Regions from separate parts of the Capsicum annuum genome. Here region 1 is linked to region 2. The links are chromatin contacts, called in public Hi-C maps. All regions are on one chromosome and are shown on one strand. The core of a region is the stretch at or near the end of the contact, and the rest is flanking DNA. Distances in the headings are between cores, read along the strand shown. Region 1 holds the start of LOC107869550 (probable F-box protein At1g60180). Region 2 overlaps LOC107867562 (aspartic proteinase-like protein 1).

The links. A called contact is a pair of places that touch in the nucleus more often than the background predicts.
Region 1: a contact with region 2 is called in a Hi-C map of leaf, with 3 times the contacts expected there. The contact joins the promoter of LOC107869550 here to the enhancer-like site in region 2. A contact is called at or near these places in 3 of 5 Hi-C or Micro-C datasets (bud and leaf).

Annotation. Positions count from the first base shown.
Region 1 is chr4:203,150,981-203,154,060 of UCD10Xv1.1, forward strand. It overlaps LOC107869550 (probable F-box protein At1g60180), which reads left to right and starts at 1,620. Exons shown (of 3, transcript XM_016716070.2): 1 at 1,620-2,338; 2 at 2,532-2,693; 3 at 3,067-3,080. The coding sequence starts at 1,961.
Region 2 is chr4:203,002,720-203,005,855 of UCD10Xv1.1, forward strand. It overlaps LOC107867562 (aspartic proteinase-like protein 1), which reads left to right. Exons shown (of 10, transcript XM_016713853.2): 8 at 457-517; 9 at 615-686; 10 at 1,356-1,715. The coding sequence ends at 1,597. Among protein-coding and RNA genes, the nearest start is that of LOC107867562, 9.0 kb to the left of the region's middle. Within about 2 kb of position 1,387, at least 3 of the 5 cell types and tissues checked have an H3K27ac peak or open chromatin away from gene starts, as enhancers often do. A contact at or near this core is called in leaf, where this site is marked.

The DNA.
Region 1 (3,080 bases), core at 370-2,869, 150 kb after region 2:
TCTGTTACACCAGTTAGGTTTTCTGTTGCACCAAATAACTAACCTGTCGTAACAGATGAGTAATCTGTTGCAATAATACAAAATATATCACTCATCTATTGAGACAATAAATTGTCTGTGCAATAGATCACACATCTATTGCAACATATGAGTGATCTATTAGAAAAGTTAATTAACCTGTTGCAACGAATGAGTAATCTGTTGTAATAGTACAAAAAATATCACTCATCTGTTGAGACAAATGAATGGTCTGTGCAACATATCACACATCCATTGCAACATATGAGTGATCTGTTGGAACAGTTATCAACTGTCAATATTGTTTAGATTTCTTCCAACAGAAGGGTCATCTATCGCGACAAATGAATGATCAGTTGGAAAATCAAGTCTTGGACATGTCCTGTTGGAATAGTTGATAGGATTTTATCCAATAGAGGGTTCATATGTTGCATCAGATGATTAATCTGTTGCATTAGATTTTAAATCTGATGGTTCCTCCATTGCATCAGATGGTTAATCTGTTGCATCAGATTTTTAATCTGTTGTATCAAATTTTTAATTTGTTGAATCAGATTTGTAATCTGATGGTTCAATTGTTGCATCCGATGGTAAATCTGTTGCAACATATGGTTAATTTGTTGCATCATATGGTTAATCTGTTGCATCAAATTTTTAGTTCGTTGGTTCTTCTATTGCATCAGATGGTTAATCTGTTCTGTTGCATCAAATTTTTAGTTCGTTGGTTCTTTTGTTGCATCAGATGGTTAATCTGTTGTATGATATGGTTAATTTATTGCATCAGATTTTTAATCTGATGGTTCCTTTGTTGCATCAGATGGTTAATATGTTGCATTAGATGGTTAATATGTTGCAAAAAAAAATAGTAGCATGATTTTGTTCAATGGAACAACAACAATATCATCATTTTTACCAAGAACAAGAACAAATCAACCCAGTAACGGACACAACACAAAAAACATCAGCATCGTTGTTTTGTTTGTATAAACACAAACAACAAAAATCAAACTTTAAAAAAATGCAACAAATAAAAAAAATCATAGTTCACTCCAAAAAGAGAATAGAAGAAATACCAGAAATTAGGATTTTATTCAGACCGCATTTCAAATTAAAGAAACAAAGAAATTGTTAACCAATACTAGAAGCGAAGTTGACTCAAGTTTCTCATTTTCTTCAAAACTAAAAAGGTCATATTTTTACCTGTGAAAGAAGAAAAGAGACGGTGAATAATTCGAAGTTGTTGTGGCCAGAGAGCAAGACTGTCACGTCGATTAATGGTTGAAAGTCGAAGAAAAACTCGAAGCCCAACTATTTGTAGCCAGAGGTTGAAGTCGCCGGAGATTGAAAGGAGAAATTTGCAGAACTGTTGATTGGGAGAAACTGTCGCGAGAGAGAGGAGAGACAGTTGATTTGGAGAGAAGAGGAGTGTGGGTTAATTTGTATTATTGAAAAGATTAAAAAATTTTAAAAATATTAATCAAGTCCACAATTAACTTAATCAAGTTTCTAATTATATTTGACCCTTTGTAAGTCAATATCGTCAATCATTTAAGACTTAAATGATACTTTCCTTCCATTTTCTCAAATCAGTTGCCGGAAGCACTCTTGGTACAAATTCTCTCTTTTGGAGGCCCAAGATGCCTTCAAATCATCTGTCCTCTCAAAAAGCTGGCATTATCTCTGGAAATCTATTTACAATTTCCATTTCAACGACAGAAATTACAACCATGTCGAGAACTTCGTATCCTTTGTCGACCACGTTTTAACTCATTCTACTTGTTCCAATATCAATAAATTCCAACTCGACATTCATAACAGAGAATGGGATATCCATTCTAAAATCAGCCAATGGTTCATTTTTGCTGTGAATAAAAAAGTGGAACATGTTGTTTTACATGCTTATCCATCTATTGAAGAAACCACTTACTAATTGCCTCTATCTATGTACAGTTGTTCCTCATTGATTACATTGTATTTGAGTTATGTGGTGTTTGATAAAGGATTATGTATAGCTTGGAACTCTCTAAAGAGCTTAACTCTGGACTCGACTGAGTTAGAAGATGATGATATTGTGAGATTATTGTCAAGTTGTCCTGCTTTGGAAACTATGGAGTTCTCATGCTGCGTGGGTTGTCATCGTCTAGAAATGGCTTCTTCAAATTTAAAGACACTAAAGTTACATTCCCATTATCATCTTCCGTTTGTAGGATATGGTACTTTGGAAATTTTTGCCCCACATCTTCAACATTTCGATATTTCAGGAGAACTTCAAAAGTTGAGTTGTGTGACCGAGCTAATAATTGGAAGTTGGCTTGCAGGGGTATGTTTCTATGTCAACAGGCCTTATTCTCTATTTAACTTTTAGAAAAACTAGGCTTTTACAGGTTGTTGTTCCTTAAAGTGTAAAGATGCTTAAATTTTTCATAGAACTATCTTTTGTTGTGGAATACTTTTTCTTTGTAGTTGCTTCTTTCTCTATCATTTACTTTTTTCTTTGAGGTAATTTTCACCAGACCGTGTTCATGATGAATCTCGAAGGAGTGATGCTTCCAAAATTGAGATGCAAGTGTCTAACTCTGAAGTTGTTTGTAACAGACTATAATCTGTATGGAATAGCCAGTATTTTGCAAGCCTTGCCTCTTTTGGAGTCGTTCAACATACAAATGACAGCTGAGGTCGTAATTGCTCTCTATATATGCTCTTCTTTTTGCATCCATATTCAGTTTTGATTTTTAAACCCTCCATTTCCTCCAATGGAGTTACCTAATGAGAACGCAAATATAACATTCCTTATTGTTAAGAATAATTTGTCACCATAGAACTAAAAACTAATGATCAAGGTTGTTGCTTTCTGTCCGGCGAACAAGCTCAGAAAGGAAATGATCATTGACAGCTAGACCTCTTTTTGTTTGGTGTCTGTACAGTATGAGAATTGTAGTCTTTGAGAATAATCATTTGCTGAGACTGTTCAGCATTTGTGGTCTTTGAGAATTGTTCTACCATGAGATCATTTCATTTTCTGGATCCTGATTTTCTTCTTTATTCCAGTTTAGCGATCCCCC
Region 2 (3,136 bases), core at 137-2,636:
AGCCTCACATGATTGAAACGTTTTTAAAATTTAAAGTTATAGTTTTTTTATATAAATATATGTAATTAGAAACCAAATAAAGTATGGTTACCCAATTACCATACCGTAAAATACCGAAACCGAATTTAAAAATACTGAACCATACCGAACTAATTTGGTATGGTAATGGTATTGTTCTTTTAGATACCGAAAACCGAAGTTATCGTACCGAAGTTTAAAATACCGTACCGTACCGTACCATGCCCACCCCTACATGCATGTTACCCTGCTGCTTTTGCATGCTTAAACAAGAAATTTTCAATTCCTTTATCATAAAGCAAGTATGATTTTTCTATCTCAGAAAGCAAGTATGATTTCTCCATAGGGTTTCCAATGTGTGATTGCAAGTTTGTTATGTATGGACTTTGTTCTGCAGTTTTGATATTGACAGGTTCTTACAGAAGGTATTTTGTGCAGGGTGATAACTTCTATTGTGCAGGTATCCAACCTATTCCAGGAATGATTGGTATTATTGGACGTAAGTTGATTATGTAATTTTATTCATTTAAGGTGCTCATACATGCACGTCGACGGTTGGATGAACAATTCAATTATTTTTGAGTTATGCTTTGCAGAAAACTTTTTGGAGGGATATCGGATGGTGTTTGATTGGGAAAATATGAAGTTGGGTTGGTCTCGCTCCAAGTGTAAGCTCGTTGTGCATATTTAATTTAAATTGGGCTATTTTTTTTTTTAAATTGCTGGATTAAAAGGGAAAGATGAGAGGAGTTTTGTGATAATGTGTGAAATAATTGGATTTTATAGGTATTTCCTTGATGTTCCTGTTTAGAGTTTAAGACTGACACAAGTGGGTTCTTTCTGAAGTTGGTGTTTGTTTTTTTAGAAAATCCATGCGGACACTATGTTTTGCTCATTTGATTTGTATCGCCAGGCTAATTTTAGTAAAACCTATTTTTGTGGAGTTCGGCACATCTAAGTGTTTCACTAAATCCCTCCCTTCAATTTTCTTGTCTATCGAGTTATAATTGGCGTATTAACCACAATAATTATGAAAACCATAGTTAAGTAGAGGTAATTAGCATTATAACAATCGTTGGTTAGTACTTGCCGCATGATCTGGAGTGGTTTTCCTACAAGAGTCTTGAAAGCACGGAGAATATTTTAAAAATCAAGCAAGAACTCAACTTAAGTATGGTTCTTCCGGGGTTGGATATTTCACATGCTTGACCAGTTGACATGTTGAATTCTGTGGCATTGTCATCTGATTTAATAAACAATATGGGTTTCTCTTCTCCATGCCCACTCTTTTGCATTTTGTGTACTTCAATTCAAGGATCCATCTTTTGCATCTTCAGGTCAAGACATAGGCGGGAGTGCAAAGTTACCACTAACACCAACACCACCTCCGAGTGGTTTGACATCAAATCCGTTGCCAACAACTGAACAACAAAGAAGCCCGCATGGACATGCAGTTGCACCGGCCATTGCTGGTAAAGCTACCCCTAAACCATCTGCAGCATCACCAGATGCAGTTTCACGGCATTGCGCTATGAGTTCTCTTCTACTTTCATTGGTTTTATGCTTGTGCCTTATCTGATATTACATTTGTAATTATGTACGTTTATGTAAATTCTCATTTCTTCAATCAGATCCTTTTCTCACAAATGATGTACTCTGCTAGTCAATTAATTTCATTGGTTTTGTTTCTTTCCTCAGATCTATAGCTCTTTCTATGTCATTTTGTGTTCATTTATTTGCATGTCATGATTGAGGCATGACGGGACACAAAGTTGTGATATGACTTGCAATAATTCACGAGCCCGGGATCTTTTATAGGCCTAATCGATTTGAGTAGGAGTAAGCTATCATTCCCAACAACAAAGATTTGTTTTTTTAGGAATACATATGTTACACAAGTGATGCGAGGAGGGAGGACCGAGAAGATCATTGACTGGGGTGGATCCGAATCCATTGAACTGAAATCAGTGTTTTTAAAGGCGGGGTAAGACGAGACATTTTACCTCACGCCGTAAGGCTAGCGTAAGCTACCTCACGGATTTTTTTATAGATAAATCACCCCCCAAAAAAGTAAAACTACATCAAAAAGTATAAAAATAAGAGGAATATGTATCTAAAACTACTTAAGCAAAAAACAAAAAACTAACCAACAGAGCGGAGCCAGCCCTCTTTAGGGGTTCGTTCGAATCCTCTTCGACAGAAAAATATACTATTTATACATGATTAAAATTATTTTTTATGTGGTTATAGTAAGTGTTGAACCCCGTTCGACTTAGTTTTCTTTGAATATTAAATCCCCTTACTTGAAATTCTGGCTCTGCCTCTGCTAACCAAAGTCACATAATACGACTAATAGATAAAGTCAATTTTCGTATAATAGACTATTATATGTCTTCGGAAACAAAAGTTTATATATAAAAAAAAGTACATAATTAATCAACCATCACCTTCTCGTAACTCGATCAATATATTTACGCACCCATTTATCATATATTATATTTTATAAGAGATCTAAAAAATAAATAACTTACAAGTTCGTCATTATGTGACTTCTTGAGTGGGGTCGTCATCGACATCCACCGACAAATACATTTGAAAGAGTGAGTTTTAAATTTTCTTTCATTTTTTATTCGAGCATTTAAATACTTACCAATTATATATTTTAGTATTAAGTTTAAATTAAAAATTTAATAGGAAAAAATTATTTTGCTTTGTCTTACATCTAATTTGTGCTTCACGCTTAGACGAACATCTTAAATTTTGAAGCGTTCGCTTTTTGATATCTTCGCTTTTCCCTAATGCCTCGAGACATTTTTAATTATGCCTCGCTCCAAAATGAGCCTCAGTACTGATTGAAATATGATGTGAATTGTCTCATATACAGATTTTTGAACCTTACACTTGTCCAAGTTTGGTGCTGCCAAGGACGACAAAGGCAAATCAAAGCCTAGTCATTTACTAAAATAAGAGACTGATACCTAGATTATATTCTGCTACAGTTTTTAGGGAAAATTATTGTCCATTGTTGATCATGCTCACTTTGTACTTACATGTTCGGTGTATTTAGAATTTCGAAAGAATGAATATATTAGTATAAAAATATTTCAAACATGAGTTC